2 separate regions of the Triticum aestivum genome follow, and region 1 is linked to region 2. Evidence: chromatin contacts called from public Hi-C data. All regions are on one chromosome and are shown on one strand. The core of a region is the stretch at or near the end of the contact, and the rest is flanking DNA. Distances in the headings are between cores, read along the strand shown. Region 1 has its middle 13 kb from the start of LOC123145061. Region 2 holds the start of LOC123145060 (protein S-acyltransferase 10).

Region 1 (6,213 bases), core at 1,457-3,956, 58 kb before region 2:
TAGTTGTCTCGATGCTATCACTATGTCGCGCTACCTACCACTTGTTGATCAAGCCTCCTAAATTTCCATGATAGCCTCTAACCTTTTCCACCATCCTAGCAAACCGTTGTTTGGCTATGTTACCGCTTCGCTCAGCCCCTCTTATAGCGTTGCTACTTGCAGGTGCAGTTGCATGTTGTTCCATGTTGGGACATGGATATCATGGATATCATGGGATATCACAATATCTCTTATTTAATTAATGCATCTATATACTTGGTAAAGGGTGGAAGGCTCGGCCTTATGCCTGGTGTTTTGTTCCACTCTTTTCGCCCTAGTTTCCATCATACCGGTGTTATGTTCCTTAATTTTGCGCCCCTAACACAGTGAGGGTTTATGGGCTCCTCTTGACAGTTCGCTTTGAATAAAACTCTTCCAGCAAGGCCCAACATTGGTTTTCCATTTACCTAATAACAACTAAAACTTGCATAGGGACTTTCCGGACCCCGAGGACTTAATCAACCCCCGGGCCAGTGCTCCTCATGAGTGTTGGTCCAAACTAGAGCACTATGAGGGGCCGCCCCAAGGCAACCTAGGTTATTTTGGCACCTGTACGCGTCGCTCATCCGGTCGTGGCTTGAAACGAGATACGCACGGCTACTATCAGGGTGTCGGCACGCCGAAAGGTCTTGCTGGATTTGTTTTACCATTGTCGAAATGTCTTGTGCATCGGGATTCCGAGTCTGATCGGAGGTTCCCGCGATGGAGGACTGTCTCCGCGGATCGTGAGCTTGTCATGGGCTAAGTTGGGACACACCTGTAGGGTTTAAACTTTCGAGAGCCGTGCCCGCGGTTATGTGGCAGATGGGAATTTGTTAATATCCGGTTGTAGTGGACTTAAACTAAACTCTATTAAAATACACCAATCGCGTGCGTAACCGTGACTGTCTCTTTTCGGGTGCGTTCGAGAAGAGAACACGGTTGAGTTATGTTTGAACATAAGTAGTTCAGGATCACTTCTTGATCATTACTAGTTTGCGACCGTTGCGTAGTTTCTCATCTTATTCTTGTACTTGTAAGTTAGCCACCATACAATGCTTAGTGATTGCTGCAACCTCACCACTTATACATTCCATACCCACTAAGCTTTGCTAGTCTTGATACCCATGGTAATGGGATTGATGAGTCCTCGTAGCTCACAGATTACTACAATGACAGCATGTACAGGTAATGCGATGGTCCGACGCGAGTGCGATGCTTGCTTGTTTGGAGTTCTCCTTCTTCAATCAAGGGATAGGTTCCGGGTCGGGGAGCCTACGATTAGCAGGGTGGATAGTGTTCTTCTTTTTTGTTTGATTTCATCCGTAGTCGGATCCTGCTCTTTTGTGTATTGATGTACTGTTGTATTCATGTTGTAGCTTGTGGCGAGTATAAGCCTTTACCTTGTATTCTCATCTATTCAGTACATGGTATGTTGTAATGATATCCATCTTGCTATGCGCTCGAAATGCGATTGTGCCCCAATCATGAATTCATCATGTGATTGTGATAGAATCGCATCTTGGGCGCTACAGGATGCCAGCCCTAGCACAGGCTGTTTAAGGGTTCTTCTAAGCCATCTCTCCTCCTCCGTAAGAATACGGTTTTCCTGAGCACAGTCGAACCGCATGATGACTATATTAGCAATGGCAATTTGCAACTTGATATTTCCTATCTCCTTTTGACCACATGCGGCGACTGCTCTGGCCGTGTTTCGAAGCATGATATCTAGACGCATGAAGGGGTCTGTGATATCCGGATCACATGTCCAAGCCTCCTTGACGACGTCCAAAAAACCGTCCATTTTGACCTAGAATTTCTCAAAACGGAACCTCCTCCTAGCATGCATAGGCTCTTGTAGCGTGAGGTGTAGCGGACAATGGTCCAAGTACTCGGTAGATAAGGCTTGCAGCAAGCAATCCGGGTGTTCTAGTTCTCAATCCACGGAGACAAACACACGATCTATCTTAGTGAGCATGGGCATCTCCCTTTCGTTGCTCCACGTGAATTTACGCCCATGCAAGAAGAGTTCCTTAAGCGCGTTATTGTCCACAAAATGTTTGAACTTCCCCATCATTCTCCGATCCAAATTGGAGTTATTTTTGTCTGCTGCGTATAGTATAAGAGTGAAGTCGCCAATGACTAGCCATGGTCCTGGGCTGAGCGATCTGCGCTCCGACAACTCATTCAAGAAGTTGATCTTGTGATCGTCCTTCTGCGGCCCATAGACTACTGTTAACCACCATGGCGTCCCCTCTTTGGGCGAGACATACCCGGTGATGCAATGGGAATCATTGACAAAGTTTAATTTGCAATGGGAATCATTTAAGGTCAAAATGCGAAGGGACTAATAAATTAGGACGAAAGTAGTAGTAGATGCTCTAATTTGCCATAGCTCGTAAATTTAGTTTGCCACACGAAGACCGGAGGAGTCTGTCTACGCCCAGGGGAACTCGGGAGCATCCGGTCGGGTACCCACCCAACCAGCAGCCCTGCACGGTCGCATTTTCGTATCCCGACGCCACGGCAACGCGCTCCGCCTCGCAGCTTCCTTCGCATCGCGGCGTCGCCGAACGCTGACCCGCACGGAGGAAGGAGAGCAAGAAGCCGACTACGGTGACGGATGCTTCGTGCGAGCGCGTGTCGGAGCACGCCGCGAGGCGCGAGCGGAGCGCCAGCTATTCGACGCCTCGATGGCCACGTCCGGGGATCCGGGCGGATCCGGAATCTGCCTGATCCAGTCCATCCCTCGTGTGTTCGTCCGTGGCCCGTTGAAATCTTTTTTTTTCTGAGCGAGTGGCCCGTTGAAATCTGCTGGCCACATGTGGCCGCGTACCACCCGTTTTAAAATCTTTCATACAGCACCCGGAATTTGCAGTTGTCCAGTCGTGCAATACTACTCTGGACGTGCGCTCAGGCCCTGCTGGACTGTTTTATTTTAACTATAGTCTGAAGCTGCAGCTGTACAGCAGCGACGCTTGAAAGGTACACACACAAAACTCGACGAGATCACACGCGATTTTGTCGAAATAAAATCCATGCCTCGCCTCTCAACGACGCAGCCTGCATCGTGGTTAGGTTACACGCTGACGGATTTTCGCATTTCGGGCAAGAAGAGACACGCAAGCCACGGAACGTCGGAACGGGCCTGCGCCGTCCATTTAGCGGAATCGACGCCACTTTCATGCAGCTGGCGACGGAGTTTCAATTTGCTTCCGGGAATGGACAAGTTGCCACGAGGCGAATTGTATTATCTGAGGAAGGGATCGCTATGTCTGACGTAGATACTTATGTGTGCTTTTGCTTAGGATATGTGATATCTTATTATATATGGCCACGCGCTGATTAGAGTAAGTAACCAGAGAAGTTTGCCGTCCTTGCGACAATGACTCGTGATGGAATGTTTAGAGTTAACAACAAAAACATCGCATGTACTACGAGCCTGTTGAGCCCTGGAAGTAGCAGTGGTCAAGAGGCCTGCACTACCAAGACTTGTGATCCTCTTTTTTTTAGGGTCCAACGCTGCATTTATTACTTAGTTAGAGCATCTCTGGTGGATGGTGTAAATTTGGACGTGTATATCTCCATATACACGTCCATATACACCTTGCTAAATTATACACCTCCCAGTTTTTCAGTGGAACGTGTAAATTAGGATGTGTATATTAGAAACGCAACGGCGACCTGGGGGCGAACTCCTCCGATCCTTCCTCCGGGCGGGCGCGGGACAAAGCAGCGGTCTCCTTTTCGCGAGCTCACGAGCGTGGCTTGCTCGTGTATATTTTCACGCCTCGTACCGTCGTGGCCTGGGCGTGGATGTTTACACGCCCTTTTACACGAGTCGCTGGGAGCAGTTTTTTAGCTCGCATCGTGTATATTTGCTATACACGTCCATATAGATGATCCACTAGAGATGCTCTTACCGACCAAATCGTTCAAGAGAACATCACAAATACTCCGAGAGCTTCGCTGGAGAAACACTAACCAGGTTTTACCAAAGCCTATTTTCTTTGGTAAACCTAGGTATTTTCACCGAGAGCTTCAGACTCAATCCCAACTAACTGTTTCATTGCATTCTTCGATGTTTCCTCACATCCTTTACCAAAGAAAATAGAAGACTTATTGAGATTGACCTTTTGTCCAGATGCTTCATGCTTGCTCATACTTCTTAAGATACTACTCAGATGAATCATACTATCCTCCTCTGCTTCCATAAAAACAATGTTATTATCAGCAAATAGAAGATGTGTAACGTGAGGGTTGTCCCTCCCGAACATCACCCCTTTTATTTGTTGTTCCTGCTGACATTTTGTTTACGAGAGCCGAAAAACATTCCACGCAAAATAGAAACAAAAGGGGTTAATTATTCTTTTGCCCTCAGTGGTGTCCATGTGCTCAGTTTTGCCCTCAGATACGAATCGTGCTCAGTTTTGCCCCTAGTCTGTGCGCACCAACTCGTTTTGTCGTGAACTCTGCCATCTCCGTCAGGTCAACCTTTTGACTCGGCCCTTACAGGTGGGACCAGGCGGCAGAGACGCCCTAGATGATCAGACCGTTGCACGCGTGGCTTGTGGGACCCAGCAGAGAGCCGTTGCGGGTGTGCTATATAAGCGGGCGACAGACAGCGGCGGTGACCACGGCGACAGAGAGCACGGCGGTGACCACGACGAGAGAGAGAGCGGCGGTGGGAAGCTAGCTGTGGAGGGCGTGGCGGCGTTGAGATCCCCTTCGGCTCCGAGTTCCATGTCTTCCTCAAGCTTCCGCGCCACCTCACGGATGCAGAGCCGGGCGCGGGTGGACATGCCTGTCTTCGTCTGTCCGCGGTGCCGGACGGGCGTTGATCGGAGGGTTTCTCACACACCGAGGAACCAGAATCGTCCGTTCTACGTGTGCAGCAAGAATGGGGTAAGAATCGGGGCAATTGCACCATTTTTGTGGTCGGGATCTTTGAGCAATGGGTTGATCTGTTTGGCGTTCATGCAGGTGAAATGCTTCTTTCTTTGGGTCGATGCTCTGGCCAAGACTCTGATGAATGAACTGCAAGAAGAGCATGAAGAATGGTTGTGCATGCTGCCACGAACGGCAGTAGCCACAGCACGAGCTCCGGAAGAAGAGATGGAGCGCGAAGCACGCACTGACAGAGAGCTAGCTGTTGAGCTTAGGATGTTGAAGAAGAAGGTTAGGAAGCTTGAAGATCAAGCACAAATACCAATACCCATTTGCAATTACTTTTGGGCATTTGTAGGTATGGTAATCGCACTGGTTGTAATGTTGAAATTGTATGGAAAGGCATGAATTATGGAGGAATTTGTAAGCTTGAAATTGTATGAGAAATTCACCTAGTTTAAATTTTGGTCAAAGTTGTTTAAATGTTGAAAAAAAAAAGAAAAGAAGTGACCAACATTTAAATATGTTGAAAAAAGGGAGAAGAAATGAGGAATTCAGAAACTTTTGATCAATGAAATGCAGCTCTCTGCTCTGCCTTTCTGTAAAAAAAAGGTTCCTCTGTGGGCCAAATTCAGAGCATAGAGCCAAGTGCCGACTAGACTAATGGGCCAACTGCATCCAATTAGGCCCATTCGGGGGTTCTCTTGCGTGTTTTTCTGTTTTCTGTTCTGATTTAATTTAGGCAGTAAATCATAATGCTGAAACTTTTTGTGAAAGCTAATTGAATTATTCCAGAGCCAAACAATTAAGTTTAGAATCTTTTTGGAGCTGTTAAATGTTTAATAGCAATTTAATTACTTCAATTCAAATACACCGTGATTTAAATCAAAGACCAAAGTGTCATGGAAAATGTGCCTCAGTTCTGGTAGAGGTTTACACCTGGTGCCAAAATTAATGAACATTTTTAAGGGCATTACATTGAGAAAAAAATAATTTGTCTAAAAAAATGAAGGGTGAAAAATGAACTAAAAATTGGTGCGGCTGGGGACTCGACCCCCGGACTGCGTGGGTTTCTGGCGTTTAGGGCTGCGCTGGTAACCGCTAGGACAGGTGGAAAGACTTTGACATGGGTAAGGAAGGAAGGTATATATAGTGAGACCGTGAATGTTTTCACACGCGTGAGAGTGGTTTTCCGTTGTTTTGCACTGAAATTTTGGAGGGTTAGAAACGTATGTTGCACTGCCACATGATTTTGGTTAGAGTGGCACTTGGTTTAGGATTTAAAGGGAATAAATTTGCATGTTAGTT
Region 2 (5,857 bases), core at 524-3,023:
AAAAAAATCCTTGTTTTTCGTGTCACCAACTCAAACTTGATGTGAAGTTCAATCCGATGATTTTGTACAACGGACGTAGTGAACATTTGCATGTCATAATTATGAAAGCTTTAGCACCATAAATTGAGAAGATAAAACAAAACCTGGATAATTTTGCAATATTGGCAAGTCCAATCCCTACAAAGAGAATATAGAAGAATGTTAAACTAATATTATGACAGTGAGCAAACACAAGGATTTTACTACTGCATATACCCTAAAAAACAAATTCTCGAGCTTTACCTGTTGCTTGACCCAGGAGGATAAAGATCCACAATTTGATGCAACCATGACGATGAAGAAGACATTGGTCTAAGTTTCTCTAGATCAGGCCGGTTTGTGGAGGACTTTAAGCTTCCATGTTTTGAACTGGATTGTCTTTTCTTAATCATCAAAAACACACACACAAGAAAGTATAAGTATCAGTGTATACCTCAGATAGGTTGTCAACACTTCTATGCTATGGTGATTACGACATTACTTTGAAAGAGTGGCAGTATTGATGAAGGTTGCATGCATCCCACCACTGGCTTGCATTGCATCAATAACATAGCTGACGGCACAGGAGCCCCAAAGTCAGGCACTTCGAGATTCAATCAATAATGTGTAAACAAATTTAATAAGGCTATTCCATACCCTGGAGATGAACCAGCAGTGTAGAAGTATTGCGCTAAGGTGATCAGAACAAGCACACCATACACTCCAATATACCTGTAATAAAATGATACCAAATGAAGATCCTCAGCAACCAAAAAAAGATAACTGTCCACATCCTAAGTAAGAACAGAATGAACAGGGATTTATAGTGCAATAGGGGGGGGGGGGGGGGGATCATGGCGTAACATATTCTCCTAGTGACCAGAGTCTAAATAACCATGATGCCTACACTCTGGCTGAAACAGTCAAGCAAAAACAGCACTACAACAAACTACCAAATACCACTCAGATATACAATAGAGTGCTTTGACTTCTGAGAAGGGCATGTTATTATCACTGTGTAGAATTGCGTGATTTATGCTTCATAGCTGGTGGCACGCGGACAACTAGCACGCTAGCACCCCAAAAGCTACCTTTCCTCGTAGAATTATACCAGATTATATGGTTTATTTAAAACAGGGGAAACAATCATTAGAGTGATACCTAGAACTGGAACGAAGCTTCGAACGCCTCACGAAGAAAGTGATAACAAATCGACAGCGCGTCTTAAATTTGGAACTGAACCAAGAAAAAATTGAACTGGTGGGCAAAATAAGGTGGGAACTGTACCACGGCTCCTCGTGGATCCGCCTATCGAGGGTCGAATCGAGCAGGAAGACGGCGCCGACGAAGACCACGTGCATCAGGAGAACCATGGCCCTCAGGCCCAGGGGCGACCTCCTCGCTGCGCAAGAGAAACCCCAAACACCAGATCAGGACGCAAACACCCGGGACCGAATCGAGCTGAGGAGGGGGGATCGAAGGGAGAGCGTACTCCGATCGGAGAGGCGGGCGCCTGGCTCGGCGGCGGAGGAGGACGCCATTGGGGCCGCCGCGGTCGCATCCGACGGCGAGGATGGTTAAGCGGGAGTGAGGAGGGCTACCGGCGGTCGCGACTCTGGTGCTCCGGAGACGACGTTTTCCGGAGGAAGAAGCGGGGTCCGTTGGGGTGGTGGGGGCCACGTGACAGACAGGACTATGTTGTCTTATTGAAGTGGATGGGGGCCAGCTGGAAGTGGGGATAGGACGAGAAGGTGTTAGTTGGGAACTGGATCCATCCACGTGAGATGCAGAGCATAGTATACCGGCGTCTTGCAAATTTCGTTTACAGTATCTTATAAATAAATTTTGTGGAGGTCGGCCTCCTCGATAGAATAGATCCGGTAAACGTGGCCGGATTTGCACTCGATTTGAAACATCTAGTTAGCGTTATAGATCATACAAGCATAGTTCATCATACAACTAGATAGATAGTTCCGCACAAAGCACATCGATAGGTAGTTCAAACTTAAACTACTAGACTAGATACTTCATACTAGCATCTACTCCTCGCTGAAGTCATCGTCGTCACCGGAGTCGTCCTCGCGAGGCGGGGGCTCGTTGTCGTGGAGGGTGTTGTAGATGAGCGTGCCAGAGAGGGTTGAGGCGAGTTGGTACTCCTCCCGGAGCGCCGGCAGGCGCGCGGCCGCAACTGCATCTTCGGTGGCGGCAGCCTCCTTCACCTCCCACCAGGCGCGCTCGACCGCCCTGAGGCGCTGGATGGACGGATCAAAGAGCCACCCGAGGCGACGGACCCGCACTCCGGCACTGCGGGACTTCGCGTCGTGGGTGCGCGCCTGCTCCCTGCGCCTTTCCGACACGGGAGGACGGAGGGAGGAGCTGTCGGCCTCGTCGTCGTTGCGCCGCTTGCAGCCGTCGAGCCCACCGCGGCTGCCATGCCCGGAACTCGTGGAAGCCATCTCCGGCAAGATCAGGCGGTCAAATGCATCGCAAAAGGTCACCGGAGGTGTTGGCATTTGTCGCCAAAAGAAGAATTTTGCGGCGGAGGTGGGTGGGGGATTGCGGGACGGGAGCCCAAAAATGCCCCGGCACCCACATATATGGGGGAATCGAGGGTAGTTTACGGGCTGCCTGTAAAAGTTGTACGTGTCGGGCCCTTTTTAGTGGATCCGCTCGGGCCCTTTTTTGGCCCCTCCTGTAAAACGGCCACGAAAACGCACTTCGCTGGACTTGCACGGGATCTTCTAGAGATGCTCTTATTACTTTTCTTTAGGGGATGCTCTTATTACTTAAAACGTAACAAATCGGGATCAAGCTTTGCACGACATTTGCATTAGTATAGCCAGAGTTCAATAATGAGCACTCTTCAAAAAATACGGATCAGACTGCTATAAAAGTATAAACATTAGAGCATGGTTATAAGAAGTTGTCATGTCATTTGGAGTCGACATAATAGTTGGCTTGTATACAATAGTAAATTCTAAATGTGTAGTACTTTACTAATAATTGGCTCACCTTACAATCTCACAAAGTGTCTTCGGTCTCGTGTTATAGCCGGCTCTTATTCTACAGTCTGCTCTCTCTCTCTCTCTCTCCTCCAACTAAGCAAAGACATAATACTTTAGACCTTATAACCTACTTATGTCACCTTATTATACTTGCTATTAGCACGGCTAGATGACTGGAACATGGAGCGCGATGGCGGTACACGAGGACTAGCAGGAGCGGCCAATCTGCATGGCTCTCAGAGTAATGCTACTAGTGAGTTGCGTTGGGATTTTCCCCAAAGAGAAAGGGTGAAGCAATACAGTAGCGGATAGTATTTCCCTCAGTAGAGGACCAAGGTTATTGAACCAATAGGAGACTCACGCAAACGATCTTTAGCAATATCTATACACACAAGAGCAAATGCTTGCACCCAGCACGGGCAAGAGGGTTGTCAATCCCCTTGTACTCGTTAATTACAAGGTTTAAATCTGATAGTAGTAGATAAATAAAATTTAAAGTGAAATAAAAGTAATAAAATTGCAGCAAAGTATTTTTTGTTTTAGCAATATGATTAAAATAGACCCGGGAGCCATAATTTTCACTAGAGGCATCTTTCTCATAAGAATAGCATACGGTGGGTAGACAAATTACTCTTGGGCAATTGATAGAAAATCGCATAGTTATGACGTTATTCATGGCATGAGGATCGACTCCTCCATGCATCTACTACTATTACTCCACTTCGAGAGCGCTTCTATGCTTGCCTCTCTACATATTAGGTTCATAACAAACAGAGTAATGCATTAAGTATGATGACATAATGTAGACAGAATAAAACCAAGCAATATGATTAAACCCCGTCATTTTCCCCTTAATTAGTAGCAACAATACAAATACGTGCCTCGCTACCCCTTCTATCACTGGGTGAGGACACCGCAAGATTGAACCTACTACTATGCAACACTTCCACTGAAGATCTATAAATCAACTTGGCCAAAGAAAACCCATAGATCGAAAAGCATTACATAGTTATAACAATAATACATAATAAAGTTCAGAAAAGACTCCGTTACTTTCAATGAAGAATCCAATCATAAATCCACAATTCATCGGATCCCAACAAACACACCACAAAAGAAGATTACGTCGAATAGAACCAATTTATATGCACTGGAGCATGTGAATGTAGTTCAAATTTGAATTATTCACATAAAATGCCTAGAAAATCCAGTTAATGTATAAAAATGTCCAAACGAACCCCGAAAATTCCAAAATTTAACACAACACTCCTGTTTTTCTATGTTGACACTAGAATTTTTTTGAAAGCAATAAGAGGCAACGGATATCGTTTCGTCCCCAAAGGTGGCACGTTCCCTACAGAAACCATCACGCTTGTTGTGAGAAGCTCTGGTTTGTGAGAAGTTTATACCCAAACCTGCCCCAAATGGGACAAAAAATTTATCACGGCATGTTGATGCCGCTCCATGATAGCATGCTAAGTTTCATGAATTTCAGACGAGTTTTGGATTTACTAGAATTTAAAAACCATGTATCTCAATGTTTGCGGCCGAGTGACGGTGGCAGGGTGTTTGACATTCATTCCCATTTCTTGCATGGGACCTAAGCATGCAACCAAGGATACAGATTTGATTTTTCAACCAATTTATATGCACTGGAGCATGTGCATGTAGTTTAAATTTGAATTATGCACATAAAATGCCTAGAAAACCCAGTTAATGTATAAAAATGTCCAAACGAACCCTGAAAATTTCCAAAATTAAACACAACACTCCTGTTGTTCTATGTTGTCGGCGTCCTGGGACCGGGGGTGCCCAGACTTGCCTGCCTGCGGCCCATGGTGTGGCTCCGTCGACGGCCTGGTACGGCCCAGCTTCAGCAACAACAACTCAAGACCCTCGCGAGGGCCAGGCCTCGCGAGGCGGATGACACCAAGACCTCCATGAGGAGTGGCCTTCCCAGGCTGGCTCCTGAGAAGCGGAGATATCAATGCAGGCTGCACCTCGCGAGGGTCACATGACGTGAGCCACGACGACCAAGGCTAGGCGGGCGCCAGCGGGCGCAGTGTACCAGTTTCCTCTTTGGTGCTAAGGAGGCAAGCGCAGGTGAGAGGTCCCGAGGAATCAAGCAAAGGTTTCCATATCGGTGCAACAAGACCAAGACCACCAGGACGACAGGAAGGAGGTCATCGCGGAGCCCATTGCAGCGTCACCACCAGAGGCTTTTGCAGGCGAAGACCACTTTTGTCAGGATAACTTGTACTAGTTGTCTCCCTTCGAGTTTGGCCGTTGTGGGATCCCTTCCCGCCTACCTTTGGGAAGAGGACCAAGGCCACTATAAATAGGACTTAGCCACCACCATAGAGGGGACGGATCGATTCCACCCTGACCACCTCACCAGCTCATCGAGCCCAAGAACACCTCACCTCCCGAGGCTGTTCCACCACTGTACTAGTTCATCCTCAGCACTTCGAGGCAATCCACCACAAAGCTGGAGTAGGGTATTACACCGCAAGGTGGCTCGAACCAGGATAAACTGTTGTATCTCTTGTCCCTTGGGTTCGTTGAGCTAGGCCTTGGAATCGTTGAGCGGGCAGACTGGGGAGGACGAGTTCTTCACACGCACCCCAGAGTTCGAACCTCTCAAGGGCCTGCGGAACCCTGAATCCGACATTTGGCGCGCCAGGTAGGGGGTCCGTCGGACCCTCTCTTCTTCCAGTCGGCCCGCCATCGCCCTGCAGTTCCGATGGCTGACGATCCGAGGGCCCATGGCAAGCACTAGGCTGCTTGGCCCACCCGGGCAGCGCCGTCCGCCCAAGAAGACCTCAACGCCGCCG

What was found. Hi-C and Micro-C count contacts between places; a contact is called where the count stands out from the background.
Region 1: a contact with region 2 is called in a Hi-C map of leaf, with 2.2 times the contacts expected there. The contact joins the enhancer-like site here to the promoter of LOC123145060 in region 2. A contact is called at or near these places in 2 of 5 Hi-C or Micro-C datasets (leaf and root).

The regions. Positions count from the first base shown.
Region 1 is chr6D:351,415,089-351,421,301 of IWGSC CS RefSeq v2.1, reverse strand. No RefSeq gene overlaps it. Among protein-coding and RNA genes, the nearest start is that of LOC123145061, 13 kb to the right of the region's middle. Within about 2 kb of position 2,706, at least 2 of the 8 cell types and tissues checked have an H3K27ac peak or open chromatin away from gene starts, as enhancers often do. A contact at or near this core is called in leaf, where this site is marked.
Region 2 is chr6D:351,356,711-351,362,567 of IWGSC CS RefSeq v2.1, reverse strand. It overlaps LOC123145060 (protein S-acyltransferase 10), which reads right to left and starts at 1,773. Exons shown (of 11, transcript XM_044564368.1): 1 at 1,511-1,773; 2 at 1,306-1,420; 3 at 676-750; 4 at 521-592; 5 at 283-417; 6 at 144-177. The coding sequence starts at 1,559.